4 separate regions of the Mus musculus genome follow, and all the other regions are linked to region 1. A link is a contact called in public Hi-C and promoter capture Hi-C data. All regions are on one chromosome and are shown on one strand. Each heading gives the region's core, a stretch centred on a gene start, on an enhancer-like site or on the middle of the called end of the contact. The rest is flanking DNA. Distances are from core to core; before and after follow the strand shown.

Region 1 (7,737 bases), core at 2,259-4,758:
GTGTGCATATACATACTCTCAACTCTCTCTCTGGAAAGGGTAAAGTTGTGCATGGGAAAGGATGAGAAACGGAAAACTTGGGGAGACTAAAGCCACCGTAAAGCCAATAATTCCGTAACATGATGGAAATAAATATCCAAGTACAGTTGGGTTAAACTGAAGGTTTATGGAACATGAGATGAACAGAGCACAGCCACGGGCTTCACTGTGTGTCCTCTCAACTTCAGTGTTAGTAAGAGTCATTGTAATGAAAGCTCATGGCATTTTATGGGTATTAAATAAGTCAGTGAGGCCAGGTTCTAATTAGCCCAGACAACGAATTTAGGAAGTCAAGATGCGCATTGTAATCTGATCTCATCACTGTCTGGCACTGATGATTTTAGAAGAAAATATAACAGCCTGCTGCTATTCTCCCTCCGTTCATCCAGCTTGTTTAAAAAAAATTTTTTTTTAAAAAAGAAAATATTCAGCCCTGTTTTGTGGTCCCGGTGACTGCTCTGTCATTCTTGCACGTCCACCTTCATATAAATAACCTCTGATTTCTCTGTTGTTTATAAGTTTTATTATTGAACACATGGATGCTTATCTTTATCGTTGCCAGGGTATAGCCATTATGTAGCAAAGGGACTTCATGTTAATCTTTTCATTGAATTGGCATGTTATTCTGGAGATAAGCATGTGGGAATAAGAGCAGAATATATCCAAAAGCATACTTGGAGGTTTTATTTTAATCAGAGAAATAACAAGCAGAGACTATTACAGAGACTGTAGCTCTTCATTGACTCGGGTTTAAAATATAGTAAGAGGATGCCTGGATGAGCAGAAAGGTTTATTATTTTGTATCATAAAAAATGATGGTATCAAAATGCAACATGTGTGTGTGTGTGTAGTTTCTGCTTATCATCTTCAGTTCAGGAACAATGATTTTTAAGGCCAGTTACTGCAAGTCAGGTTTTAGTGCCATGTACTTCAGGCAAATACCAGTAGACAGGATCACAGAGCACTGAAAAACAGCCCATTGGCCTTATATATCCATTATAGCATGAAATGACACAATAGGTTATGAACCATGATGCGTTTCTGTCCTCTGGGTGTGGATGCTTAACCAGACAGGTTTTTAGCTCTTTGGTTAGATGCGGTTCTTGGAGTTTGAAGCACATACACTAAACAAGAATGACCTTCAAAGGTCCACTAAACAGAAAGGATAGGCGGACAGTTTTCATGGTTCCAAGCCTCTATAAAATATGAACTGATTCAGGTTCTACTCTGTGAAAAGCTATCTATCCCGAGACTGTTTGGTTCTTTGAAACAGCCACTTTACACATCCCGTCGGCTCTTTTCATCTTGGCTGTCTAGAAATAAATGCAACACAAATATGAATAATATAAGATTATTTAAAACATGGAAGCCTTATAAATCTAGTCCCTCTCATATCTCTGAGAATGACTGAAAAGAAGAAAACTGAGATGTGCTTCATTTCTTAAGATCAGAGATTCTTACAAAAGCTATCAATGCGTGGCAGCTTCAGCTAAGAGATGTTTGTTTCCTGTCCAGCTTTGATACCTGATGCTTCTGATGAATGCTCCTTCCAGATCACACTGATAAACTTTTCTAAGTTCACACTTGCAAATCTTTTCCTCGTGATATATCCCCTCAGAGGACCATGGGCAACTCTGATGTCTCTCTTTCACCAACCTGTAGGTTTTTGGCCCCTTTGCCTTTCTTGGCTTAAGTCTATCCTTCCTCCTCCTCCCACCAGTCAGTGTAAAGATTCAGATCAAAGTTCAGGCAAGGCAAAGCTGCTCCTTGCAGTCTTTCTCTGAAACCGTGCACATGCACTCTCCCTCCCTCTCCTTGCTACCCTTTTTAATCCAAGTTATTCATATATCCTTTGATGCCCATTTACCTTGCCCGGGCTGACTGATTGATCCTGGTTAACCACAGCATTGATTTGCAGAGATTGTAAAGACCTTCATTCACTTTACCCACGTTAAATTCAATTTTGATCCTAATTCTGAGTTTCGGACAGGATTACCCCTATATCTTACTACTTTGTTTCTCTTAAGAGCTGGATGTTTCCTGGTTTACTGTCCAGATGAACAGAAGTAGGCGTTACAAATATAACTTTAAATAGCAAATCGTAACACCGTTAACATAACCGCCAACTCCTACTCTCGGTGTCTGAGTCTTTAAAAAAAAATCCTCTGCTAAATCTTTTATTCTTCCTAAAGAATTTTTAAGTACTTTGCATTGTGATGACTACGAGAGAAAAGCCAGCGAGCCTATGAACCTCGGTGGTTTATTTTATCACAGTTTTACAAATCTGTTCGAAGATTTCATTTTAAAGGCACAGTGACAGCGTTTTCTCTCTCTTCCCACTCGTTTGGCTTAGTAGCTTACTCCCTCCGTAAGTAACTTGATAACCTTTTATAGCAGCCAGCGGTATTTAATGATAATGCTCCCCTGGGAAAAACCGCAGTGGGCAGGGATACACCACAGTGGCTGGAGAACACTGGACACATGGTCTTTGGTCCCTCTGCCCAGCTCACCTCCACCCTCATGTCTCTATCTTTCTCTGTCTCTCTCTGGAGTCACAAAAGGCAGTTCGCAGCTGGAAACAACAAGTTGCGCCATGGATTCAAGCTATCTACTCAAGTAGCAAGCAGAGTCACTGGTTCAGCTGGAATCTCAGTTGCCAAGCGAACTAGGAACCCCCAAACCTGGTCCAACCACAAGCTTAAAAGTGCTTTTGCTGCTTGACAGAGGAAAATGACGCAGAGGGGAATGAACCCACTGAACAGCGGTCGCTGTCCTCCCTTCGTGCCCTCAGCTCGTTGGAGAGTCATAGAGCTCACCTTACGTGCCCAAGGACCATGTCATTTCCATCCTCTCCAAACGTCCAAACGCGCACGGGAGGTTGTACACAAGCACCGAGCTCCCCAGCACCGCGGGGATAAGGGCTGATCCTTTGTTTACCATGTAAATCACACCGGGGGTTCGCTCTTCGTCCTCACCCCTGCCTCACAACGCGATACAGAGAGAGCCTGGAAGCACCCCCAAACTCCCCCTTATCCCAGGTCATCCAAAGAAAGCTTCGCGAAAATCTTTCCCCGAACCTTAAAAAAGCAACCTTTTTAAAAAGAAGAAGAACCTTAAAAAGCTGCTGCACCCTGGTGACTCGCGTAAGCCCCCAGGGATACCCGCCTCCTAGCAGGGAGCCTGCTTCCCAGTCGGCTTAGGAAACTTAATCAGTATCCCAGATGTGAGGCCCGCGTCTGGAGCGCGGAGCCTGCACCCTCTCTTACCCGCAAAGTTGCAATCTGGTGGTTGAAGTGACCGAGGTGGGCTCGGCGAGCGCGCAGCACCAGTGCTGTGCCTGGTGCTAGCGCAGCTGGTCAGTTCCGATGGGGTTTCCGTAGTCGCTACCGAGTTTTTTGGAGCATTCCAAGGGGGAAAAAAACCCGCACGAAACCAGAGCCCACGCAGCTGGCACAGAACTGGGCGGAGTGAGGATGCTGGAGAGCCAGAGCAGGGGCGCGGGGGAGGGGCAGCCCAGGAGGGGGCGGGGTGCCCAGGACGACAGCCTCGCCCACCAGGCACTGATGCTCTCCCCACCTATACCCCCGGAAAAGTTGCGTTCCCAAGGTGGCCAAAGAGCAGCCTGGAGGACCGCCCCCACCCATCCTGGGTCTGCCCGAATGGATGCGCATCCCACGCACCTCCCTAGGAGCGGGTATAAAGGACCCACAAACACCTCAACGCGCCACCCGGGAGCATCTCTCCAGGTCAGTCAGCAAGCAGGGTGGCTCGCCATATGTCTGCTTGTCACTCAGCTAAGTGGTGGTCAGGACAGACCCGGAGGTCTTGGGTGTTTGGCATACACAGATCAGGGCTTGGTGTAGCCCAGGAGAAATGCAAAACTTCACTTGTCAACCGAACCCAACCCTGGAAAGCCCTGCTCCAACCATACTAAGCAGCTGGTCAAAGGATTGGAACAAATTGTCTCTCCCCCTACCCAGCCCTGGCAACTCTTGTAGCCGCCCTGGACTCCTGGCACCCCCTTCCCTGTCCTCAAGGTGTCACACTTGCCTTGCTAGTGCAGGGATGTGCTTGCCACTACCATCAACAATCCAGACAGTGGCAATAAATAAATGATAAGCCCCCAGCATCCCATCCACTCCTACCTGGCTCCCTCTAAACAACTGGCAATCAAGATTCCCACGTATTTAATCCCAAATTATGGGCCAGCGTAGGAGCTGGAGGTCCTGGTGGCTGCAGGTGGGCATGTTGGTGAACGACGGTGTCTGCCACCGGACTCAGCATCTCTAACTCTAATCTTGAGCTTCCAGATACAGCTTATCTCTTGGTGTAGTATTCATACACAAAAATAAGATCCAAGTACAGAGGTGGAAAAGTTCATGTAACTTGCCACACCTTTATTGTTCGTGATCTCAAGACCAAGGGACAAACTTAGCAGTGCGTTTGCCAAAAGGCTTCAGCCCCCTCCTACCTTCACTTCTCGGGTTTCTTTTTCAGAGCACAGGCGGTTGTGAGCTCCCCCCATCGCCTGTAAGCATCCCAGCAGCAAGATTTAATAGACTCAGGCTCACTCTGCGTTTCTGAACGTCAGATGAGTGAGGTGGGTTTTTTTTTTTTTCCGTTTCGTTTTTTTGTTTTTGTTTTTTAAGGGTAATTGCAGAGTAAGGAGGCTTTGTTGACTTTGGAGTGTACTCTTTGGAGTGAAGGTTTTGTTTTGTTGTTCTTTTCAAAATGCTGTTTGTAGTTGTCAAGTTTTCTTTCTCCTGAGCTAACTGCTCCTCTCATAGGTCAGCATGACCCCTAGAGTGATTTTGAGAGAGCACAGCCCACAGTCCGTCCCACAAAATACCGAGGCCTTTACAGTACACCAAACAAACCTGTACCAGAAAACTGGATGAGCAACAGAAGAACTCCATCCCTACCCCGAATCCCTCTACAGATCTCCATAAATGTGTGTCAACATCTTTCAAAGGTAGTTTTCTTGTCTTAGCATTAAACACTGGATTTTATAAAATATGCAAAACACATCACTCGGTAGACATGGAGATGAACTTTACAATAAATCTAAACCTACTTTCTACTGAAGAAGAAAAGAAGAAAAACACACATCGACATCTGTTTGGCGTGGTACAACTGAAACTACTTCTTTAAAAAAAAATTTCACAAAACCTGTTTTTCTTAATGATCAGTAAATGTATAAAAACCAAACCTGGAGCAGACATTGGTTGAAGAAGTGTTTCTGCTAAAATACAGGCTGTCATGAGTGTAGGTCCTTAAGACAGGTTTAAGGATGCTTGAAAAGGAACTCAACACTTGAGATCATCCACACAGCTCTCTTAGGGCTCTTACTTCTTCATAGCAGATACCATTTTTTATCATGATATCAGAGACAGATATTTTTTCTAGTCTTCCCTAATTTGTTATTCTTCCCATAAGAAAGGTGGATGTGAGTCCACAATAAAAACAAAATAGAAAAAAAAAAAAAAAAAAAAAGGAAAGCAAAAGCAAAACCTTGAGGACCACAAAACGCACACCAGCATCATCGGCGTTTGCTCCTAGCAGCCTGTGTTCCCTTGGAAGGAAGAGCAATGGACCACAAACCCTCCTCAGCAGCAGCGTGTGCAAGTCTGGATTGCCGTAGCTGTGCTTGTGATACATGAAATGATTGGTAATTATACAAAAAAAAAAAAAAAAAAAAAGGTAAGGCATTTAAACAGTCTGGTGAGAAGAAACCTGTAAGTCCTTAAGCTGCAGGTCAGTGGGGCCAAAGGAATCTACACTCAAGCAGATTTGTTTATTTGGAGTTTAGGTTTGTGTCTGATTCAAGGAAAGAAGAAGTTACTGTTGCCTTGAAATTAGCAACAGGAAGTAAACCAAGGAATGGCAGCGGTAAGGCAGTTACATCTAGTGCCTATTCACACTTCAAACAGATCATGAAGTTGGGATCACTGTTGTTTGAGGAAAGGAATTTTTAACCTCTAAAGTTTCTGTTTTCTCTTCAGGAGCTACAATGTGTATAGTTCTTTCTTTGAAAACTGAAGAAGAAAGAGACAACGTTACAGGCACAGAGATATGGAAAACTCACTTCTGCCAAGGACCATTGTCATGGTTTTCTGTGATAGTGAGGCATTCATGAAGAATGCCATTACTGTCTCTCTCTCTCTCTCTCTCTCTCTCTCTCTCTCACACTATATATATATATATATATATATATATATATATATATATACACATACACACACATATGCACCATTACCTACCATGCATGTATAGTAGACTTCTCTCCATATATATATATATATATATATATATATATATATATATATTCTCCATATTATATATATATAATTTTCCAAAAATGATTTTTCTAAATCATCACACAATTCTATGAAGATTTTTAAGTCATAGAATTGCTATTTGTTTTGAAACTTTTATTCCTTATGAGAAAACACTGTCATGATATTTGATATTTGACAATTCGTTTATTTAAATTTATTGCGTTTAAATTGACATTTGCCTATGTGTACATATGTATACCATGTGAGTCTCCAGAACTTCCTGAGAAGGTGACAGCAGAGCATGGAATCTCCTGGAACTGGAGTTGCAGACAGTTGTGAGCCACCGCATGGGTGCTGGGAACCAAACCTGTGTGTGTGTGTGTGTGTGTGTGTGTGTGTGTGTGTGTGTGTGTGTATCTAAATTTATTTGTCAGGTACATTTTTACTAAGGAGGCCATGAGTCAACATGCAGGAACATCTTAAAGAAAGCTTGTTTGGGGAACTTAAGGAACAGTCACCACAGAACCTGTACTTACTCCTAGGTTCACTGTTGCTTTTCATTTACTTTCATAAATTTCTTATTCGGGGTGAGCGGATGCATTTCTATTTGATACATTGATTATCAAAAAGGAGAATTATATTTTAATATTTCATCCTTTGTTTATGTTTGTGAATTTGGACTCATTTTAAACAATGAAGTTTTGTGCTATTCCTCTGCTCCACAGTGAGAGCTCTTAATACATTAACATATGAATGCTTTCCTATACATATTTATTTGAATGCGGCTCTGCAGACCCTCTATGGAAACAATTGTTTACCAGCCCAGCCCAGCCTTATGATTCATCCCCTGTGGTACATTAAAGAATTCTATCTCAGTGCTGGAGAGCAGATGGCTCAGCAGTTAAGAGCACTGACTGCTCTTCCAGAGGTTCTGAGTTCAATTCCCAGAAACCACCTGGTGACTCACAACCATCTGTATTGGGATCCAATGACCTCTTCTGGTATGTCTGAAGACAGCGACAGTGTACTCACATACATAAAATAAATAAATACAGTTATAAAGCAAGGATTCTACTTCAAGTGCAAGTTCGTGCAAGTTCCTCATCACCACTGGTCTCCACTCCACCCTGGAGGTACATGATGACCTACAGTTCACCTTTATCATCTGTTCTTCCCACAAACTCCTGCTTATCTATGGTCTAGAGATTACAACATCTGCCGAGACCCAGGCTGGTAGTGTGTAATAGACTACAGAAGGATCAGAGGGAGAGATTTCTGAGGATGTTGGGTGTATACTAATAGAGATGGATGCACTGTTTTTAATAAGGAATCTGGACTTTCCCCCTAAGGGCAGGATTACTCTCCTCCACAGACAGTGTGGAGATGCACTGGTCTGGACTAGCTTTGTTGTAATGGCAAA
Region 2 (7,737 bases), core at 3,683-6,182, 220 kb after region 1:
CTAGAGAATGCTGTCTTTGGGACTCTACCCCTTGATCCGTGATATTGTCAGGATTCAGGTAAGTTTGAGGCGCTTGTCTATGATGTCTACAGTAGGCATTGTTGGAAGAATATGTATTGTGTGGGAAAAACACAGAAATGTACTCTATCAAGTGTAAGTATAGATAACTATTGTCTTTTTTCTGTACATATTCAGTATTGTGTGCAATTTTAAATATTCCAATATTAAAATGAACACAAAAGATTAGCAGAGAGAAAAACCACCACATATTTTTTAATCAATGCAGAAAACAATTTGACAGCAACCATTACTCATTTGTGATTTAGAAAATATTTCCTAACAAACCATAAAACTACATTGTTTTTAAAATGCAAAAAGCACAGTCTTAAAGCCAGGTGTTTATCACAGTCCTGATTTTAAGCTGGCCTTGAAAATTCCTGGCTGCCATATTAAGTGAAGTTTAAAATAAGTATTTTTAAAATTTGAAAGGGAAAGAGCAATATATCCTTATTTCAAAATGACAGGACCTAACAGCCAAAGGATCTCAAAAAATGCAAGAGAAAAATACTCAGAATTTTTAACTGAATATAGTATGTGGTTTTCCTAGACTTGATTTTGTTAGAAAATAAAACTTTTATGTAGGAATCAAGAGTATTCCTCTAAACCAGCAACAATCATGGAAAAAGACTTGCTCAAAGATGACGATATTTGATGACATCACAACTTGTTAAGGATATATTTTGTCACTTTAAGTCCAGAATGCTAATAGAACTGTGTGTGAGTGTGTGTGTGTGTGTGTGTGTGTGTGTAAAACAAGAGTCTCCACTAAAATGCATTATAACTTTGTATAAAACAACTAAGGAAGCAGCCTGTTTTTTTAATGCAGTACAAAGGGATAGCTATCATTTCCTTGTTACTGAAAATGAATATAATGACACTGCTTAAAAGTAAACAGTGCACACCTTTAGCTAGAGACATACAGGACAACCTATATGTCGCATTGAGAAGTATTTTTCAAGATACAGATTTTGAAAGAACAGAGCACAGAGGACTCTGCACCAAGAGAAGGATAGCAAGGCTATGCCAGTAACGTGCAGACAGCTAAATGCTCATCCAGCTGTGAGTAAGGGATCCCTCCACTGGGTTTAGTGATGTTTTTTAGCTGTAACTCTCTCTCGGATCTTCATAGCAAAAGGTTAGTAAAAGTAACAATTTTGGCCTGGGTCATACACAAAACTGATCTTCAGTCTTCGCCTTCAACTCCAAATCGCTAAATTATGGAAATTAAAAAGAAATCCAGAGGGCTGATGGGATGGCTCAGCGTGTAAGAGCACTGACTGCTCTTCCGAAGGTCCTGAGTTCAAATCCCAGCAACCACATGGTGGCTCACAACCACCTGTAATGAAATCTGACACCCTCTTCTGGTGCATCTGAAGATAACTACAGCATACTTATTTATAATAATAAATAAATAAAAAAAAAAACCAACCAAAACAAAAAACAAAACAAAAAAACTGGTTGCTCTTCTAGATGTTCAGTTCCTGGCACCCACATGGCAGCTCACAACTGTGTATAAATCCTGTTCCAGGGGATCCAACACCCTCATGCACATATACATGCAGTCAAATCATCAATGTACGTAAAATGAAAATAGTTAATAAAAAAAGAAATCAAGAGAAAATAATTAATTGTGTTGAAAACACTTAAAAGGGAAAAAAGCTAGCCCATTGGCAAAAAGTTTCTTAAGCACTACAGATCTTAAGCAGCAAAATAATCTGTTACAAACTCTCCTGTAAAAATTCACATTATTAATAAAATAACTACTCCTATTAACTTAGACCATGGCAAGAAACATATTTTTTGTTATTTTGGAGTAAATTATAAATGAAAGATTGTATCTAATAAACTTTTAGAGAATTAAGACACGTTGTTCTTAAAGTAACATGAAGTAATAACTTGTCTAAGATATATTAAGCATTATACTACATATTTTGGCAAACTTGTCTTTCCTTTACAAATAATGGGGGAAAATTAAATAGTTCATAAAGCTTCCCTCCAGAACTGAGTAAATATGCAACAGAAAGCCTAAAATTGCAGTGCTAGCTTCTGCTGTGAAACTAAAAAGAGTAATGGAGAGAAAAGTACTTACAAACTAATTATACACTTTCTAAGACTCTGCTGTGTAAAGTGTAGGACGCATCTAGCCTGCCGTCTATGAAATCCCTATCATTACAGGGAAGGAATGAACTCAGGGTGAGCTAGACCAGGCTTGTGTATACATGTTGAAACACTTCTAGGCTTCAACGTGAACATCTGTAAAAATTATACAGTCTGAAACAGAAAGCACAGAAGTCTGCAACCGAAATTTGGAATATCTGATATTTAGCCTGTCCTCCACATCTTTTGTTTTCTATGGCAACTTACTATTAACCTGACTATAAAATTCATCTTCCTTTTAAGTCAGTGACCCAAGGATAGGTAGAATCAGACAGCTCTCTACCTCTAACTGCTGAACTGCCACGTAGAAATATTTCAGCCCATACATTGGCTATGAATTATTAATTCCCTCATTTGTTTCAAGTATATTTTAATTGGCAAATGCATCATCCATATGCCATTCCAGATGTTGAGCTGTAGAAGTAAAGATATTGAGATCCCTGCTCCCACAAAATTTTGTTGATAATGCTTTACAGTTTAGTCACTGTGAGGGTCAGGTCTGCATAGTTAGTTCTACAAGTTTGAAAGGAGCTAGGACGTGAAGACAGATGTGCTCAACCTGAAGACAGATGTGCTCTGCTTTGGGATGGGGAAAGCACAGTTTATTAGAGCACTGTACTACCTATACAGAGTTACATTGTCCTGAGAGTGGAACTGGAGATACCTAGAACCTTATTCAGCTCTGGGAAACGTCCTTCGATTCAGTGATTGCATTGATGATCATGTGCTACTCTGTAGAAAAATCAACATTCTATGTTTTATATTGGCAGATCTAATTAAAGAGTCTGTTTAAAGGCATCTCCATGTGCCTATACTAGGAACAAAGATATAATGATGAGTAAGGCCATATTTCCTATGTTTGTCCCCTCAACAACTAAGAGTCTAGTGGGAGCACTACACACACACACAGAGAGAGAGAGAGAGAGAGAGAGAGAGAGAGAGAGAGAGAGAGAGAGAGAGACAGACAGACAGACAGACAGACAGACAGACAGATGGACAGACAGACACACACACACATTATCATCATCAATCATGATCCTAGCACGGCAATCACAGGCAGTTTTCTGCACAGTGACACATACCCAGCCACTTCTCATGCATCAGAAACAGCCAGTCTGCAGCAATAAACTGAGTCACAGGAACACAAAAAGGGGGATGCTGGCTGTCCCCTTTATGGAGACTCTGGAAACCTCAAAGAACTTGCTGTTAAAGAAATGTGTACAAAGCCACCAGATTCTGTCAGCTATCAAGGAAAGGAGAAAGCAAATGCCCTTTTTTCAATATTTTCATCTCTGACTGAAAATGTCTTGAAACTTCCTCTCTCATCACTTGCAGAACTCCTTTCCTGCCGATGAACCAGGATGGGCTAACTTCCTAGAAGATCAACGAATGTGCAGAGCAAGCCCCAGTGTCCCAGCTTATCCAGCATGGCGTTTAACTATAAACACAGCATAGACCCAAGAGAGAGCAAGAACTGAAACATCTAGTCATGCTCAGTTCCAACTGCCAATCTTCAGACACGTGAGATAAATGGGTACTGTTTTAAATCAGCAACACTTAAAACTATTGTTTCACTTCATTCTATGGTCATTTGGTGGTGGTGGGGGGTGTCTAGGGAACTTTATTGATGATATTCAAGAAAGTAGGGAGGACTCCCTAGGCCCCTCCTGTTGTTAAGGGGGTCTGGGATGGAAATTGAGTGGGAGATGCTAAATGTTGGGGTTAGTTTAACTCAGCCTCTCAAACCCCAAGTGAAAAGGGAAATGAGGCTCAGGTCACTGAATACATGAGGAAAGCAAACTTAGATTTGAGGATTGCAGGAAAAAAATGATGCAGAGGTGTTCATTGTTAAATCATAAATATCTGCCAATAATTAGGATCAATTAACAAGTCATTCTCACATTACCATCAAAATGCTGTTAGAATGTGGGGTACGTTGTTAAGAGAGAGGAAGGGAGAAGAGCTCTATAAGATCATCTAATGGAAGCATGCAAGGGTGCTAGCCGTTCCTAAACTACCTCAAGCAATATCATATAAGCACATTTATCACAGGAACTTAAAAGTGATTTCATTATTTAATTATGAGGGAATGTTGAAATTTAGAAAAAAAGGTTATAAGTGAGATGCCTTAGGCAAAACCCCTTCAGAGTTGACTTTGTTGTACACAACATTGGTTATTGAACAGCCGTGTGTTGGGTCACCAAACATCTGTCTGATTTACACATGACTTATATGCTTTAGTAATGTGTTTTCCTGGCATTTAGGTGACCTTTAAGGCCGGCGTGGCTTAATTTTAGTTTGTTTCATTATTAGCTCCTGGTTACTCTGATTTTGAACATGAACATGGATCAATGCTGGGAAGAAAACAGAATACTTGATAGTTTTAGAACGGCCAAGTGAAAGGGGGAGCTCACAGGAGAGGCAGCATGGTAGATGGTGCCTCTAGTGAGCCCATAGGGAAGGCACAGCCTCCTGATGCTGAGGAGACATGAATGTGGGTTTGCTGCTTTCAGACAAACACACAACTCTGAAATCACTGCAACAGTGAGTCCAGGGGTCTTCACATCACATCAGTGCTTCCTATCCTCTACAGATCTGCTGTTTTCTTCACTCTCCTGTGAGTCGCTTCATCAACTCCCTTAACTCTCCCGAGCAGCGCCCACACTTTCCCTAATTACTGAAAACATTCATGACTCGACAATAAACGTCCCTGTCATCCCCTTTCCTAAAATACCACATCTATTTCTGCTTCTTCCAGTGGATGCAGTTGGCTACACTTACCCGCTCCTTTCACTCAGATAATGTTTAAAGAACTGATGCTTTAAACAGCTTTAGAAATTGTCTCATTTTGTACCTTTGTTTTCTAGACTTAAGAGGCACTGGTAGTGCCAAATTAATTCATTTAAACATTCCTCATTTTCTATCAGTCGGTTGTAGAGTTAGCTATTTGAGTGTATTTGAGTGCAAGGAAAACACTTTTGCTTTGGCTTGCAGAAGACACTGGTTTTTCACTTGACTTCTAAACATACCATTTCTTTCCCAACTCCCATCATTTCTTCTTGGTCTCATCTCCTTTACTGACATTTCAGGTTGGGGGTTTTCAATTCTGCCTCCTCTGCATTCAGTGACTGTACCCAGAGCACCTTCCTCATGCTCACACTTCCTGCTCACCCACCTACGTGCACAACTCTACCTCCACCACTATCCTAAGAATGCCAGCCCCAAGTATCCTACTTAACCCTAAAGAGGCTGGAGAGACATATGTAAATGCAGAATTTCCATCACCTCTCCATGTGAACACATTTCTCAAACCATGTTTTCTAGCTCGATAAAAACACCTCCATTCAGCTATGTGGGAAGTGGGGGGAGGACAGGGCAGAGGGGATTAACCTACAGAATCATTCCTTTATGATAATGTCTCAAGCACCATATATGAAGAATCCTGGGATTCTATCCAATGTGACAATGCTGATCCAAGCTAACATTGCATTACCTCCACTCCAGTGTACCCCACACAACTCCCAGAAGATGCTCACCACTTAGAAACCACATGCCTTCAAGCACATCTCAGCTCTAAGCTCTCCACACAGTTACCTGTCACTTGTAGGATGAGATACTTTAATCTATGGTTGGGGGATATGCTTCTGTTGTCAAAGCTTGCCTAGCAGGATGAAATTGCCTGGATTTGATTGCCAGCACCTCAGAAAACTAACATAGAGGTGTAAAATAGAAAGCTACTTCATCTCTACCAGAGCTTTCAAGGTATCAGACTCCTTGAAGACGCCTCTGGCTCCTCCCCCATTTTTGAACTGCCTTACTGTAGAGCCTTTTAGGATAGTTTTTTTTCCTTCAGAACATCCTTTGCTCTCTGAAATTGAAATGGCTGCCGGGTCAGATAATTCATATGCCTGCGGGCCTTCTCAGCTACTTTGAAAGAACCTCCCAGAGTGCCAAGAGTAAAATGCCTCCTGACTCTTCTACTTCCCTAGCTGCCTTGGCTAAAATGGCACCTCCAATTCCTTCCTACCATAGCTAAAATGGCACCCTCAACTGTTCACGGACTTTGACTGCCATAGCTAAAAATGGCAGCCCGGACTCTTCACATTCCCTGACTGCCCTGACTAAAGTGGAATCCCTGACACATCACCTTCCTGCCATGACTAAAAGGTACTTGACTCTTCTCCTTTCTTGGCTGCCTCATCTAATATGCCACCCCAGACTCTGCCTTCCTGATTTCTGTTCCCTCTATTACTTAAGAGTGATTCCTTGAGAATGCTATCAGAGCCTGGAGTTATCTTGCAAGCTAAATGCGGAGGAACCTGGGTCATAGATGGTATCATAATCAATTAGTCATAGCCTGTGACTGATAATGGACAGTGTTAACACCAGTCCAGGCTTGGCACCTTTTCTTCCAGCTAAGCTTTCTGGAGAGAGTACCTTTGCCAGCTCTCTGTACAGCAGAAGAGAATGAATGGGATGCCCAACAAAAGTCACTGGGACAGAGCCACAGAATATTCCAAGCTTTTGTCACCGCTGGCAAGAACACACTCAGGACAACCGGAATCTTCTGCAGCAAAGCTTTTATTGCTTACTTATCAGGAGGGAAGACCCCGAAACCGGGAAAATGGCGCTGCTTATATAGCCCGCAGTGCGACGTTTCAGCACCTGATGTGGCATGACAGCTCCTGATTCGTTGCTTGCCCATCACCCCATTACTACACCGCGAGATGGGCAGTGACTAGGCGTGAGTTCACTCTTGCACTTGCGCATAAGGCTTGTTTACTAGTTAGGCAAAGTGGAAGCCAGCGCCATCTTATAATGGCAATTGCTCACAGCATGCACGCGATTGCTCACAGCACGGCTCTCCACAACAGAAATTTCAAACTTCCTGTCATTTTTCGTAGCTTAGCGTCTACTTTCTTATTTATGTAATAAGCACAGTCATATCTCACTGTGTTCAGAAATGAACAGTTAGACTATATCTGTGAGCAACATGCTTTACTGAAGGGGATATACATGAGACAGGAGTAGATGACCAAGATAAAATCCCTAACATATAATTTAATGCAGAATACAATAACTTCTACAAGACAGAAACATAGAATTTTATGAAGCTCAAAATGAGGTATAAATCCCATCTCAACATAATCAGAAAAGTTTCAAAGAGTTGAAAATTGTAGTTTTTGTATGTACATGCATGGACTGAAGAAAAAAGTACATATTCCTAGTGGGGAAAGCTACATGATAAATATCGTAGAGGCAAGATATTTAAGAACTGAGGAAAGAGATAAGAAAGCTGCCACTGGCTATATCTGTGCCACTTCTTCTCTATATACAAGGGGTTGGCTCAGCATTTGCCATGGGTGCTCAAGCTCCTATAATAAACGAGGTAGTATGTTTACATTAAGCCATCTCAGAATTAAGAAACCTGGTATAATAAAGTACTATGCAGTCATGTTGTGCTATATGGAGACACATGACATGAAGAAAGCATGCCCGTGTTCAATGCATAGATGATAG
Region 3 (7,737 bases), core at 3,080-5,579, 170 kb after region 1:
CATGGTGTTTGTCTCAATTACAATAGTCTTTCTTAAGATGAAGGGGCCGCACATGGAGTGACAGAGCATCTCCTGGACAAGATGTTTCTCAGGTAAGTGATTATCTGCCCTCTTAGTATTTGTTTGTTTGTTTACCTATTTCTTTATTTTCTATGTGTGACTGTTTGCTTACATACACGCACGTGCATGCAGCACATGCCAGCAGTTTCCTCAGAGGCCATAAGAGGTCATCAGATCCTACCGAACTGGAGTTACAGATGGTTATGAACTGCCATGTGGGTGTTTGGGAACTGAATTTAAGTCCTTTGCCAAGACTATCAAGTGTTTTTAACTGCTGAGACATCCTGCCCCTTTGCTTTCTGTTTTTGTGAGATACAGTTCTCCCTCCACCTGTGGTGGTTTGAAAGAGAATGTCCCAAGGCTGGTATATTTGAATGCTTAGTCAAAAGTTAGTAGAACTGTTTGGGAAGGGATCTGAAGTGTGCCCTGTTGGAGTAGGTGTGTCCTAGGAGGAATGTGTCTGCGATGAAGGAGGTGTGCCCTTGTTGGAGAAGATGTCTCCTTGTTGGAGAAAAGGTACTCTTGTTATAGGAGTGTGTCAATGAGAGTTTGAAGTTTCAAAAGCCAAGATCAGATCAGTTCTCTCTGCCTCTGCTTGCTGCCTGTGGATCAGGATATAAATTCTCAGCTACTCCTCCTGTGTAGTGTCTGTCTGCTTCCTACCAAGATGATCATAGACTAAACACCTAAGACTGTAAGCTAGGCCCCAGTCAAATACTTTCTTATATAGGAGTTGCCTTGATCATGGTGTCTCTTCACAGCAGTCAAACAGTAACAAAGACACCAACCACTCTTTTGACCCTCATGAACATTCAACTACATGCATTTGTAAAATATCTTAATACCCGAGAAAAATGTTGCCTAGCTATTCTGAGGAACATTCCAATACTCAAGTAAATCAGACAGTGAAACTGATGGAGGTCCCTGCATCTGAGACTCAGGAAGGCAGAGATCTGATGGAAGGAGACGTTCTCACCTGCAGAAAGTATCTTGTTCCTTGGCTAGTCAGTAGGACTTCTACATGGCTCCCAGGAGGGGATGACCATGAGCACCATCATCTACCTCTTTTCTTTGAGGCCTGGGGCACTACATTCCAAGTCATTTGGGAAACATCTCTGGGGCACCAACAGAGAGGGACCTCCCAAGGTGGGGCTCTGGGCTTGGTCTTGACATGCTTTGTGTCTAGCTTAACTCCAGCCACAACCCACCCCACCTGATCAGGCCAAGTTATTCCCCATTGCCAAGAAAATCAGTCAATAATTGTTCATGTTTAACTTCTCCTCTACCCCTTCCTCCTTCTCTTCCTCTTCCTCCTCCTACTTTTCATCCTCTTCTTCCTCCTCCTCCTTCTCCTCCTCCTTCTCCTCCTCCTCCTCCTCCTCTTCCCCTTTCTTCTCCTTTTTCTCCTCTTCCTCCTCCTCCTCCTCCTCCTCCTCCTCCTCCTCCTCCTCCTCCTTCTCCTTCTCCTTCTTCTCCTCCTTCTCTTCCTCTTTATCCTTCTGAGTTTCCTTGTGGAAATTACATTTTAAAAACTCTAGCCCATAAAATAAAGTTAACTTAAACTAAGCTGTGTATGTTTAAAGTGTACTGCTTGATGCTGTTACCCACAGTCTAACAGACACACCCTCTCTACAGAAAGTTATTGACAGTGTCCCCTTCCCCTCACATAATCTCATCACTTTCCTTTCCAAACATGTAGAACAATCATAATGATTGTTTTTACGTGCTAGTCTGAGTTCAGTTGATTTGCCTTCTCATAATGAATCACAGTTTTCTGATTCATTGCATACCTGATATATTATGGGATACCTGCTTCTTTCCTGGGCACTAGTCATTGTGCATATCTCTAAACATTACTGAGCTGTGGTCTACAGTGCAGTTAAGGTACCTGTCATTCTTTGAAGCAGGGCTTGATCTAATTCTAATTATTCCCCATTTCTGAAGCAAGAAAGGTTCTCTGTGTACTTGACCCATTGCCTCATAGATAATTAGGTTTCTCCATTTGTCTGGAATGATTATGTATTACTGTGTCCGGTGTAAATAATAAATGCTGTTCTCCCTAATCTATTGGATTGTTCTTTCCTTGAACAAAAGAATGTTCTCACAAACCTGTGCTGTTCATGACTCCACTTAAACCTTGAAGATCGGCCTTGGTGTTCTCCATGGGTCTTGGTAATGCTCCTTTGTCCAAGTCCCTCTGGTCCTGTGTGACCTCTGCTCCACTTTAGCTCAGGAAGACCATCAAACTGTGCTGGAATCTTTGCCCTTACTTCATGACCTGGAGACTGCCCAGTGGAGCAGGCAGACACTGTCAGGAGCTCAATGTCTCCTCTGTGCGGTCTCACTGCCCTTTCTCCCAAGACACCAAGGCCTTGTTTATCACTGAATTTATAATCCCACTGCAACAAAATCTTAAAGACAAGAAGCCCACAGCTAACAGTGGAAATGTAAACTCAAGGGGAGAATTTACTAAGTGATAGAGGCAGAAATAATAGGACATTGAAATTTGTGCAGCAGAGGGTTGTGGAGCAATCTTCTGAGACAATATAAAAGTTGACAGGGTTTCTTTCAGTCAGGAAGAGTGAGGCCAGGGAGACAATGACTCCATCTTGGATAACCCTCTTTGGATTGTCTCAAAACATCAGTTACTAGGTGCCAACTGTAGATACGTATGTCTTGATTCAGAGAAATCTTGGATTAGATTTGAGTCATCACACAGGTAAAAGGCACAGCCACAGGAATGTGTCAAGCTTCGAGAGGCAGTTAGTTTGATGATGAAGAGGAGCCAGCGCTGTTAAAAGTCCCGCATGATTTAGAAGGGCAAAATTTAGAGAAAGCAACAAAGGGAGGGAGTGTAAGTATGTCTCCTGAGAATTCACACAAATTAGTTTGAACTGCAGTTTTTACAGTCTAAGTAGTGGAACAAAATGTCATAAATAATGGTAACTTAAAGGGGGTTATTTAGTCTAGCAGACTGCAAATGAGGATTAACCAAGCTGAGTCCAATCCCAAGAGACTTGTACACTTGGGAACAATATGAGGCAGGGGTGGAGAATCACTCCTGGGTGAAAAATAAGAGCAAGGTAGAGACCATACTTCACAATGGCTCAGAATGACAGAAAGATAACTGGCTAATGAGATGAAGTAAGCTGAAAACATGTTTTTGGATGGTTGATGAATTTGGTTTTATTTTAAAATAAGATATTGCATATATTTTGTTTTGTTTCTGCTGCTCTCCTCCTGGCCCAGCCCTTATTTAGCTGTCATTAGGAGGACATTTCCTGACCTCCTGACCAGTGTCCCTGAGCCCCCCTAACATAGTGGAAGGATACTTTTAGTCTCGGTCATAGCAAGCCACTCTCTGCTCTCCAGCCTACACTGGAGTCCACATAGCACTGGGAATAGAGGCCAAGATAGAACTGCCTTGGACTTGAACTCTGTGTATATCAGCCTAAAGGACCCTCCACCCATCCTCTGCCCTTGCAGATGTGTCCTCATCAAAGGACAATTGCTTAGACCTAAATGTCAGATCACCTGTGACTTCAAGTTTGTGTTATATTATTTTACCTAGCACTTAAAACGAAGGGAACAGAAACAATACACAATTGCTACAATTATACTGTAATTTAATACTGTAATTATTCTTACATTTTAATTTAAATCTAATTGTAATTTTAATTAATTTCTTGAAATTCATACCGACAACACAACAGGGTCTTCCTCTTGCACTGGTCTAATCTTGGCTAGGAAAACCCTGTCCCCCACAGTGGGTAGGAATCACACTTCTCTTTCCCAAGCATCATATTTTTTGTCTGTGAAAAGATTGGTTATGAAAGATAAACAGTGGCAGGTCAGATTGTTCTCAATTTCTTTTCACTTGGGAGATTCTGATAATACATTTCAGATTATACAATTTATTGTCTCAAAATACCAGTGTTTTTAACGATGGTCCTGCTCTCCTCTACTATCTCAGCTTACAGCGCTTATCAGACTTAAGTGGCTACACGTGCGTCCATCTAAAGATCACCTGGAGCTGTACTTGGTAGGTCAGGGACCTCAGTCTGACCCATGTTTCTCAGGGCTGACATTTATTTATGGCATGGAAGAGACGAGAGTGTAACAGCACATTTGAAAATATCTGCCTAAAAGACAAGAGTTATTGCATTAATTTGCATGTTTCTTTTTAAAATTTAGATGAATGTAAGTATTTATAGAAAGAACAAATGCTTCGAGCTGGCGCTGAGATCTGTCTTCTGTGCGGAACATGGGGTATTTACCCGTCGTGGTGTCTTCGTGTTGGGATTTTTCAAAGAGTTGTAGCATGGTGAATGTACGTGAAAGCTCTGTTGACTCGGCCTGACAGCCCATACTCCTCCATCTAGACTGGAAAGAGAGAGGAAAGAGAACTGAAAGCAAGCCACGGTTTGGAACTGTGACAGGCTGTAAAGGAAGTAGGCTGACAACTATAATTCAGGTTTATACCATATTTGTTTTTGAATTAAAGGCATTTCCATGAAAGTGTAAACCAGAAACAAAATGAGATGGGAAAAAAAATTACCAAATGGAGAAATTTAGTCTCTTCAGTGAAGAAAATAATTGCTACAAGTTCTAAGATATTTGGCAAGAAGATATACAGTGAGAAACATCTGAGCCTGACATTTGTAGCCGAAAACAAAATGAAAAGGCTTAATTTTTAATTCTCTTCCTTCGAAAAGCCTCAATTACATCTTCACAGTTATTGTGCAGATTAAAATATCACACTTTGTGAGGAATAAAATGTTTTGAAAGGCAAGGAACGTTTTCAGCCTGAGTAGACAACAGTGGATAGGAGTCTAGGCTCTGCCAGGTACCAGCTGCCCAACTCTATTGGCCATCCATAGTCTCAGTGTCCTCTTGCCCCAAATGTCAGTAGTGACGCTTGTAGGGTGAGCTTGTTGCCTTGGTCACCTGGCATCCTTCCTAAAGCTCCATGTGCTAGGAACTGGCACATACCTGGAGCGATGCTGGCTCTCGTCAAGGCCGATTCCTTGCAAGGACCTAGGAAGTTTATTTTTCTGTTCTGCTTTCCATGCGATTGTTAACTTATTATACCCAATTAATGCAATTAATAATTAAAATGATCTGTTGGCAGATCAAGTGCTTACTTTAAAAAAAATGAGAATGAATGGCAGCCTTGCCATGGAGCAGAGAGTGGGGAAACAGGAACAGCAGCTCCGTTGAATTGTTCCCATTGTGAATATTACCGTTCATTTCTATTTTAGCCTGTGAGTTTTCAGTAAACACAGCCCCCAGAAGTAATTGCATATTGTGATTGAGACAGAGGTAGGGAGTGCTTAGGATGAATCAGATGTCATAAAAACAGAAACCAGAAGCAAGAAGTCCACTGTGGAAGACTTCAGCAGAGAAAAGCATTTGCGTCCCATTCTAAAAGAAGGGAAGGGTATTCGTTGAAGCCAGGCAGTAGTCATTTAAAGCTTTCCTTGTCTCTGCACTGGAACTGGGGCAGGGCAATCCCAAGAGTCTCAGAAGCTGAGGATTAGGTGCTGACCTGAGATCCATCAAATGAAATGGGGAAGAGTTGGAAGAAGGTCTCGGGAGCAGCGCCTTCCATGTTTTCATCATTGGTTTTAGCTCATCCTTGAGTCACAGGCATTTGATTCTTAAATGTCATTTGTTGTCACTCCCTATGATGGTTAATGTTACCTTCATACTAACAGCAGCTGGCTATCCAAGGAACGTGTCAGTCTTCTTAGACATAACAGATTTTTCTGTGGTGATGATTAATACAGGATGACTCAATGGTATTAGAAGCACACGGTGATTTGTGGTTTTCCCCCAGAACAATTCACCCTTCTTTCTCCTTTCTCCTCCACCAAAGTGTGCCAATTCCCATAGACTTGACAGACAGTTTTACACCAGAAATAGCTACTATTCAAGATGAATTGTCAAAAATGGCCATTGGTTTTACTTATTTCATAGTAGATTTGGTTCATTTTGTAGCTACTAAAAAATAATATGTGCCCTATTTTGTTTTCCATTCAGCAAGTACTGGTTGCGTATTCAACACATATTGCAAAGCAAAAGACGTCAAGAGGCATGGAAATGCCTGTTGTATGGATTTGCATAGATCCTGGCTTTGGTGAGCACAGTATTCTCAGAGTATTTGTAAGCTTATAGACTGTACTGTAGAGATAGGGATAGGCATGAAGAGAAAAGGAAATACTGCGGGGAGATGATACTAAGATACCTTTGAGAAAATTCAGATACTCAACTCAGCCTGATAGGCCAGCTTTAGGCAAAGAAATTGCTTATGGTATAGGAAACCATCCAGTCAGAGAAAATATTATTCTATCCAAACAGTCTCTTCAATTATTTATCAAGTTTCTATGTAAGCACCTCTTCTAAGTTGTGCATCCTCCCTGCATCCCCATTGTCCTTTGCTTATCCCACTTTGTCCCTCTGTTCATCTCCTTTGTCCCCTAATTTTGCCTTGACTTTCATATATTCCAAGACCGTATGTAGATAATAAAGTCATCTATATGACTTTTTATTATCTGCATGCAATCTTGGATCCACAGTGGGAACTAAAGATACAACACTCCTAACTCACTCCATATGATTGAATATGAGCCAGTTGTGATTATAGTCTGCAGTTGCTTACTTGTTCAGGTCTGATCATGTCATTTTCACAAGCAGTTTACAGTCAGGCTGCCTTGGTTGTCAGCATAGACAAATGAAAACTACTGAGGGTGGCTGAATTTCAGGAACCTCAGATGTCAGGTCCCCACTCCCCCCCACCCACATACACACACCAACGTTCAGTATGAGGAACTTTGGCATGGATGGCTAGTTAAAATTACCAAGTGAAGCTGGATGCATAGATCAATTGCAGAGTGCTTGCCAAGCACACACAAGGCCCTGAGTTCAATCCCCAGCATCTCCAAAACTAAACAAAGTAGATGAATTTCCACAGTAAATTGACTATTGTAAGAGCAAGAGGAAAGTATGCATACATTTTTATGTATTAAAATTTTTAATTGATAATTTCATACATGCCTACTGTGACATTTTTATTAAGTCTACCCCCTTTCCCTCTCCTTCCTTCCATTCTTTTCCTATTTCCCACCACTTTCCCCCAACTTCATTTCTTTCTCCGCCCCCCCCATGTGTGTGTGTGTGTATGTGTGTGTGTGTGTTCAGTCCACTTAATGCTCTCTGTATGTGAATGGATGTAGGGCCATCTGCATGAGTGTAGAAAACCTCTAGGGAGCCACATTGCTAAAGAAAACAGATTCTTGCTCTCCCACCAGCCATCAGTCAACAACAGCTCCTCACCTAGGGGTGGGGCTTCAAAAGCCCTTCCTCAACCTATGATGAGACTGTGTCTGGCTTGAGCTTATGCAGGTCTTGTGCATGCAGCCACAGCTGCAGTGAGCTCATGTGGGCACTGACCCTGTCATAGTCAGCACACACTGCTTCTCGGCAGGTGACCTCAACCTCTAGCACCTGCAATCTTTCCACAACATTCTCTCCCATGATGCTCCCTGAGCCTCGGAAGAAACGTGTACGATGCAAGAGTCATATTCAGAGCTGAAAAATCCACATTCTCTTATTTTCTGCAGACTGACTTACATGGGTTTCTATAGTAATAGCTATCTGCTGTGAAAGGAAGCTCTC
Region 4 (7,737 bases), core at 1,796-4,295, 130 kb after region 1:
ATGTGTGCCACTCACAGTCTAGCTTGGTCACATTAGCATCTCTTATTCTTAAAGTACAGGGCAGATTTATATATTAAGAGCCACTCATCATGCATACTCTAAGAGAAGCTTCTATCACAGGGCAGAGCAAACAGTTCTAGTCCTGTAGCTTAAAAAATTTTTTTTTTAATATTTAGCTGCATTTTTTAGTGCCATAAGGTTTCATTTCTTCAGGGATATATTTTTGTTCTGGACCACTACCTCTTCTAGTTTTGGAACAATTTGTTCCTTTTCAGTGAGGATGGTCCAAGAGTGTCCGAGGAACCCATGTACAGGTTAATCAACCATGAGCTCTATAACTTGTAGGCTCATCTCAGGTGATTTGATTACTGGATGTGTTAGTGATTAGAGATTCTACATCTAAGCCATTAAGTTCAGCAATACTTTCTGCATTTTTAAGTGAGTGCAGGAAAAATTCAGCCTGCACTTTGGGCCGCTGACCCTACAATCCGCCCCACTCTGGCCTGGGAGTTCCTAGTACATTCATCATTATACTCTGGGACCAGGAACACACACACATGGCGTCTTTAAACTGGCATCCTTCGGATTTTGGGTGACTTTTCTGATATGTGTACCCATAGGTGTTATGGGTGTGCTTAAAGCAAACAAGGAAGATTTGAATTTCTTGATTTGCATGAATTTTTTAGGCTTTTCTGGGCCATGAGAGTAGCTAACCATCTTCACAGGTCACCTCAGGTGCTCATAAGAAGAGCTAGCTCTCCTCCTGTACCACATTCTTTATTCCTAAAAAATACTACAGACCGAATATCAGAACTAACTACCATGCTACTGGTGGCCCAGGAGTAAAGGTTACCCCCCCCCAAACCATCTAGTTCACTATCTTCAATCTCTCACATCCTCATTGTGGTTGTACCTTGGCAAAAAATCATTTGGTCAATAAGCGCAAACATGGGCCTCAGGTCGAGTTCTATACCTTAATATTGTTACCATATTTTGGGATGTCAAGCTGTATTCAGGGGCTTGCTATGTCCACCTGGAGCTCTCTCACTCACTCCAAACTGTTTTTGCAGACGAAAACAAGTGAAATATACAATCACTATACTTTAGCTGAAGAAACTATTAGGAAAGTTAATACTGAGAAGTCAATCATTGTGTGATAGAACACCTTTTATGAGCTTTAGATCACCCAATCTTCATGTTAATAGATCTTTCAAATAAGAAAGCTGAGGTGGATTGGCCTTAAGTCATTTAAGGACAAAATTCTCAGGAGGGATTGGTTGAGGTCCAACTTGGGTCACCTGTCTCAAGGGTTTTACTTCTGCACCATACGTTATTTCCGATATTGAAGTAAGCAGGGCTGACACCCAGAGGCCCATCTTAAATGCAGGAGCAGAAGAGGGCTCAGCTGTTTGCTTTGAACTCAGTTTATATAGCTAAGGGCCAGTGACAAAATCAGAATGACCATAAAGAATTTATGCCTGTGGCTGTACGCCAAGCACAGTGCATTTCAGACAAGCAATATCATTGGGTGCTACATGAACATCTCACCTGATTGCTTCCAAGTTACACCTCTGTGCAAAAGATCTGAGCTGATTAATACCACAATTCTCTTCGCTTCAGTATGTTGAAATATCACAGTCTTGCATGACCTTACAGGGATGATGTCACGAATCCAGCCTATGACCCATGGATCTGAACTCTTAGCTGAGACTCTCCTATAGTCTCCTATATAGAGTGTTCCCCTAGAACATTAAGTTAATGGGAAGGGGACATGGGTTTGCCATCTTCATTCTTGTTCTCCTAATGTTCCAAGAACAGCCTAGAGAAGAGTGTATATTATTATATCTTACTTTATGTGTATGGATGTGTTAAATGCATGTGTGTGCTGGTGTATGCATGTGAGCATACACATATGTACAGGTGTTGACACCAGAGGTCAACACTAGATGTCTTCCTCATCACTCTCTACATTTGTTTGAGACAGGGTCTCTCACTAAATGCTGTCTTAACCATCTGGTCAGTGAACACCTGAGATCTGTTTGTGTCTGCCCTCCCCAACTTGCACCCCAACACTGGGGTACAGAAATGAGCCACCACACACTGATTTTCACATGAGTGCTGGGATCCATACTCGGTCTTCATGCCTTTGCAGCAGTCTTCAGTCACCAGGATATCTCCCTACTCCAACAGCTCTAGATTGTATTTAATAGGAAATATCGGATAAATGCAGGAACTCTTCACGTGAAATGGGTGAAGTAAATCACACAACATGCTCTTCTACCTGGTCACACAAATGACAAAAATAAACGGGGGGGGGGGAGCTTCAGCCACTCCAGCAAAATTTTTAAGTCTACAGTATTTCTGAACCCTCCAGGGATAGCTGGCCCTGCTTGCATTCCCAGTCCAGTCACAGAACAGATCATCGAAGGTGCCACATCTGGATGAGATTGATAGCATCCTGTCGTCTCCCAGGAGCAAACTCGCCAGCTCTTTCCTGCCTTCTACAATCCCTCTGAAGAAAATTGTTCAGAAAGCAGATGGAAAGTATTGTTGAGCAAGAAAGCCCCATCACCTCCTACCCACATTTCCTCCTCTCTCATCCTCTGGGTGACAGTTGGCACCGAGAGAAGCTCATTAAAATAATAAACACGCCTTTTCATTAAATCAAGTACAGATCATAGACTATAAAATGGGAATACTCTGTAACATGTCTTCCTGTGTTTGGATTGCTTAACCAAGTGGGTCCCAAAGATATCACAGAGATAAAAAGATGCTGTCTTCCCAAGTCTTTAAAAACTGATAGAGAAAACGGGCTCAGAAATGTTGTCTTAGAAGAAAATCATAGGTCAGGATCCAAGTAGTTAATAACTCTGTGGGTGAAGGCGCGGGCAGCATGGGGTATTAAAATGTTGGGGTCGGGGCAGATGTAAGGTCCAGGAGTGAACAAGCAGTAGTTCTTGTTGTGGCACAGGGCCTGGGGGAGGGAAGAACTGCAGTCACTCTCGGTGGAAACAGATGAGGTCACACTCCAGGCACTCCAGAGTCTGAAACAGCTGATACTAGAGCCTCATGTCTGGTGAGATGCAGTCATGACTCCCACAACACCAGCAAGTAGAAGGCACTCACTGAACACTACCAACCTCTTTGGGATGTTCATGTTGGCCTTTGTGAGCTTCAAAAAAGGGTATATTTTCCAAGAATAACTTTGCACATGTAATTGTGTATACTGCTAGTAATGGCTATGATTAAACCAGGCTCACAGGTCAGTCCTGTCCTGCATTTGTCCTCTATTCCAGAAGTAAAGAAGGCAACACATTTAGCATACTCCTTTATATTTACAGAAAGATGCTTTATTTTTACCACAAATCCCACCTTTTTCTCAGGTTTTTTCCCTGCCCCTGATGCAGGACAAACACATTCACCCTTTATGAGGTAGTTTTATACTGTGTTTGTAGACAGACGTAAGAGACATTGATTTCATAAAGCTTTTGTTTGTGTTCTTGCCTGTTAGAAGAAAAATACTACATCAACCTCAATTTTCTCACAAGAAGTTTAAATTCAATCCTTTCTAGAAAGAATGAATCCACAAGCCTAAATTTTTGTGTAGGTACAGTTTTTGCCCTGAAATGCATGGCCATGACGTGCTTATGGTTTTCACAGGCATTCTGACACCAGCACTTTGACACTAAGACAAGGGCAACCTACTGCTTGGTAAGCGTTCCTTAGAGCATGCAGACCCACAGATATTTCATAAAGATCTTCTCTCACCCACTTTTCCTTATGCTGAATTCATAAGAATTGTCTATTATTTCTTTTACAATATGAAATCTGGAGATTGGGTAATTATTTTCGATACATTTCCCGTGTGTGAGATGCTCAGGAAAATGGTTTTCCTGTACTTAAGTTGTGGAGAAAATGGAGCCTTTTTCCATTTATAATTTTGTAGCACAAATACTTTTGCCTTGAAGGCTAATGATGACTTAGATGTTTTGTCCTCTCAGGGCTGTTTGCAAGTAGAACACTAACCTGAGCTTGCTCCCTTGGGAAACACTGGGGGGAGTCCAGCTGCCTGGTGGAACTGGGGAAGAGGTAACCTCACTTCACTCCGTTTAGCCAAGCTGACAGTGTGCTCTGCAATACGTGGTGGTGAGATACAGAGGTAAAGAGCTTCAGAAGTTTTTGCTTTTGCCAAATTAGATCCACACCGACAATCGTATGTCTACTATTTCATTGGATCCAAAATAGCATCCTACGGAGAAAACAGGCATGCCCATTCTGCAGCAGGAAGTCAAGGCTTCGGCTACTGTGTACATCCCCAAGTGGTTATCAAAGCACAGATGGAATACAACCCACACCAATTACCCCAGCATCTTCCATACCTGCGCATGTTAATTGCTATCCCATGAGGGTGCGAGGCCTATCAAATTAGACTTGCTTAAAGTGTTTCGTTCTCCAAAATTAACTGAGAAGGTAGAGTCTTCTTTTATTAGAGTGGCTTTTTTCTTCAAATCTTATGACACTAACAGGAAGCCTGCAGAAATTAATAATTGTGCCAGCTATCAATCTTCTCATGCATAAAATTCAAAATTTGTTTCTCTGCCTACAGATGAAATGTCATTTTTATCAAAAGCTAATAATATGCACCCACAAGCATGCCTGTCAACACCCATGAGCCAATCGCAATCTGCAAAAGCTAAAACCGAGTGCGGTATTAGGTTCATTTGAATATGGACAGAAAAATCATAGCGCATTCAGATTGTGTTAAATATCAATATAATTCAGTTTTCTGGTGAATGAGAGACTTCACAGAGAGAAGGAGATTCTCGTGCCTGTGTGGAGGCAGGGCTGGGCTACAAACTGTCTTCTCGCTCTTTCCAGACCTTTCCAGTCTCTCCTCTTCAGTTTCCAGTCTGCACCCAAAGTTGTCCCAGGAGTATTCACTTGTTTACCGGAGCCTATCGTGACTCATTCCAGAAAGTACTTGAGTCTATTTTCAAAGAAAATTTTAAGATGAAATATTCTAGAAATAGGAAAAGAATCCATGTAATCACAGAGTTAGGATGAAAAAAAACCTAGGAATGTTCTATATATTCAACCTTTATCTCCCAAAGGCCCCTGTGCTGAAAGTCCCACCCCAGCCTGGCAGTGCTACTGGAGACTGAAGAAGCTTTAAGGGGTAAAATCAAGGGAAGCTGAGGTCATCATGTTTGTGCCCTGGAAAAGGATTGTGGGAGCATGATTCTATTCCGTGCCTTCTCTTCTCCCCCGGCCCCTTCCTCCCTTCTTCCATTTACTGTGGGTGGTATTGTTCTTAGGCAGTTGGCCCTGGGCTATATTAAAAAAGGAAAAAAAAAAAACAAACTAGAAAAGCATTAGCCTGGCAGTAATGGAACCCGAGAGTAAGACAGTAAGCAATATTTCTCCATGGTCTCTGCTTCCATTTCTGCCTCTTAGTTCCTGGTTTCTGTTTGAGTTCCTGCCCTGACTTCATATATATGAAGAAGTATGTCCTGAAAATGTAAATCAAATGAACCCTTTCCTCCCCCAAGTCGCTTCTTGTCAGAGTGTCTTAGCACAGCAACAGAATGAAGTCAGGACAATATTCTCTATCATCACAGCTACAAAGCAACAGGCTGAGATACTTTCAGGCTGAAACCTCCGACTTGATGACTGGGCATAACCTTCTCTCTCTATAAGCTGATTTGCCTCAGTCATGGTGATAGCTGACAGGCACGGGGTGAGATAACAAAAGCACAGTCTGACAGTCTACATGTATTATTCTTAATTGACTTTCACAGTGGCTTGGAGCTTTGTAATACTAAACTGAAGGTAGCCTCATAAGAAATATATTGTATCCACAGGTAGTAGAACCTGTTGCAGAAGTATGCTTACTCCAGCAGTGGGAGTATCCAAAGCCCGCATTTGTTCTAGCTTAGGCCACCTTATAGAGTAGAGTTGCCCCATCTCTCCCTATGCAGTCTATTCAAATTAACATCCATGGTGAAATTCACACCAGATGAATAAGGTAAGTCTGTAAAGAAGTTTCTTGTGTCCTGAAGAGCTGTTTTATTATACATTCAACAGTGAATCCCTCTCTTGAAGTGTTTTTATAGATATATAAACATACATAGTGGACATGACTCATAATAGCTCTATTGTAAGCATGGTTCTTTAAATATATAATTCACTAATGTGAAGAGATTCTTGACTTCACTTGCCCTGGGTAGTTGGCTAGGTTTTTCAATGCCAGGCATGGTTTCCCTCTTGTCTGAGTCCAATGAGAGAGGTGTTGGTTACTACCAAGATATGCAAGTCACTTACTGTACCTGTCAGGAGCCATCTAAGAAAGGGCAAGTCTAGAAAGTAGCCTTCCTGGAGGTGGCCCACCCTTTTGTATGGACTAAGATGAGTGAGCTCTGAGAGGCAAGATCCCAACCCTATTAAGCAGATATCCTGCCGATCAACATAAGGGTGACCTTTCATGAATTAATGCTGTTTAGATAAATTAATGATTTTATAGAGTTCCTGATTTGATTTAAATAATCTTAGGAAGAAAGTTTTAAGAGATGGCTTTAGTTGTTTGCTAGAAATATATAATAAAGTTAAAAATCAAGAATATAATGTATCCCTTCCTCATAATAAGTAAAGGCTACATAATAAGAAATAAAATGAGTTTTCATAGTCATACAAAAAAGGGAACATTTATATTCAAGGAAAAGCATGTTGGTGCAAGGATGAAACTACAGGTATGCACTATGATAAGGCAAGACCAGATGAAACTGTTGCTTTGAACTTATAATGCGCTTACAGAATTAAACACTGCTTTGAACTTAATATCAATGTCATAACTCCCATTTTGTGTAACTATTTATCAATGAGATAATTTTGTAAAGAACAATTGTCTAGAGGGTATAAAAAGGCCAGAGAAAAGAAATAAGGATGGGGCAGCTTTGGAGGGCCCTACCCTATCCATCCTTCCATCCATCCAAATGTATGTCTGTTTGTTTATATGTACACATGTAGGTATATTTGTATGTATGTAAGCATGCATGGGGAGAAGAGAGGCTAGAGATAAATACTTTACCTAATCCCCCACTGTTAAGTACCAGGTGTTCATTCCTCTGAAGCCATCAGCTTCTGTCCCCAGACTAAGAATCAAGGAGAGTAAATATCATTTATAGTAAGTAACTTTTACTCTTAAAAACACAAGTTTTATCCTCTAGCAGATCCTCTGACCCCTTGGCTGCCTTTTAAAGAGAACTTGTGCTCTGGCAAGCTTCCTGCATGTACCCTTAGGGTTATCATGGTACACTAGTCATTGGTGTGGATTATAGGCTTCATAGCTAAGTAAGACTGTTGGTTATTTCTCTCCTGTGGAAGCTTACATGGGACCCCATGATACCATGAAAAGTAGTCTCCAAGGAGGAGATATTGGGAGCATGGTTAGTGTAGCCTCGTGTCTGAAATGAATGATGCACTCAACATTAAAGACTTATCTTCTGCCTCTGGGGATGACCCAAGGAAATGGCAGTAGTAATGTTTTGTGAGTCTCTGGGACAACCCTGACAAATCAGCATAATCCTTAGCTGCATTCTAAAACTGTGTCCCTCTACCCACACATAACTGTAGTCTTTATCTCATATCAAGGAAAGCTTCTCTTTGAAACAGCAGAGACCAGTACAGAAATCCACAACCAATCACAATGCAGAGTTGTGGAGCTCAGTAGCAACAGATGCA

The links. Promoter capture Hi-C pulls out the DNA fragments that hold promoters and counts their contacts. Hi-C and Micro-C count contacts between places; a contact is called where the count stands out from the background.
Region 2: a Hi-C map of cortical neurons shows a contact between it and region 1, with 4 times the contacts expected there. The contact joins the enhancer-like site here to the promoter of Trpc4 in region 1. A contact is called at or near these places in 2 of 39 promoter capture datasets (embryonic stem cells and hippocampal neurons), 1 of 15 datasets of contacts at CTCF or cohesin (large pre-B cells), 4 of 484 Hi-C or Micro-C datasets (cerebral cortex, cortical neurons and embryonic stem cells), 2 of 115 datasets of contacts at active chromatin or transcription factors (SST interneurons and forebrain) and 1 of 9 other capture datasets (pancreatic islet).
Region 3: a contact with region 1 is called in a promoter capture Hi-C map of hippocampal neurons, with 6 times the contacts expected there. The contact joins the enhancer-like site here to the promoter of Trpc4 in region 1. A contact is called at or near these places in 1 of 39 promoter capture datasets (hippocampal neurons), 2 of 15 datasets of contacts at CTCF or cohesin (large pre-B cells and pro-B cells), 7 of 484 Hi-C or Micro-C datasets (cerebral cortex, cortical neurons, embryonic stem cells and 3 more), 5 of 115 datasets of contacts at active chromatin or transcription factors (the 230-238 cell line, embryonic forebrain, forebrain and 2 more) and 3 of 9 other capture datasets (adipose tissue, embryonic stem cells and pancreatic islet).
Region 4: a Hi-C map of uterus shows a contact between it and region 1. The contact joins the enhancer-like site here to the promoter of Trpc4 in region 1. A contact is called at or near these places in 1 of 39 promoter capture datasets (hippocampal neurons), 6 of 484 Hi-C or Micro-C datasets (cerebral cortex, cortical neurons, uterus and 1 more), 3 of 115 datasets of contacts at active chromatin or transcription factors (forebrain, large pre-B cells and neural progenitor cells) and 3 of 9 other capture datasets (adipose tissue, embryonic stem cells and pancreatic islet).

The regions. Positions count from the first base shown.
Region 1 is chr3:54,151,828-54,159,564 of GRCm38.p6, reverse strand. Trpc4 (transient receptor potential cation channel, subfamily C, member 4) reads right to left here and starts at 3,508. Exons shown (of 11, transcript NM_016984.3): 1 at 3,306-3,508.
Region 2 is chr3:53,929,131-53,936,867 of GRCm38.p6, reverse strand. The region is part of intron 2 of Gm31026 (predicted gene, 31026); the gene reads right to left. Among named protein-coding and RNA genes, the nearest start is that of Gm31026, 8.2 kb to the right of the region's middle. Within about 2 kb of position 4,932, at least 7 of the 459 cell types and tissues checked have an H3K27ac peak or open chromatin away from gene starts, as enhancers often do. A contact at or near this core is called in SST interneurons and cortical neurons, where this site is marked.
Region 3 is chr3:53,985,678-53,993,414 of GRCm38.p6, reverse strand. No RefSeq gene overlaps it. Among named protein-coding and RNA genes, the nearest start is that of Gm31026, 65 kb to the right of the region's middle. Within about 2 kb of position 4,329, at least 22 of the 459 cell types and tissues checked have an H3K27ac peak or open chromatin away from gene starts, as enhancers often do. A contact at or near this core is called in cortical neurons, hippocampal neurons and pro-B cells, where this site is marked.
Region 4 is chr3:54,022,864-54,030,600 of GRCm38.p6, reverse strand. It overlaps the pseudogene Gm18018. Among named protein-coding and RNA genes, the nearest start is that of Gm31026, 100 kb to the right of the region's middle. Within about 2 kb of position 3,045, at least 9 of the 459 cell types and tissues checked have an H3K27ac peak or open chromatin away from gene starts, as enhancers often do. A contact at or near this core is called in adipose tissue, hippocampal neurons and uterus, where this site is marked.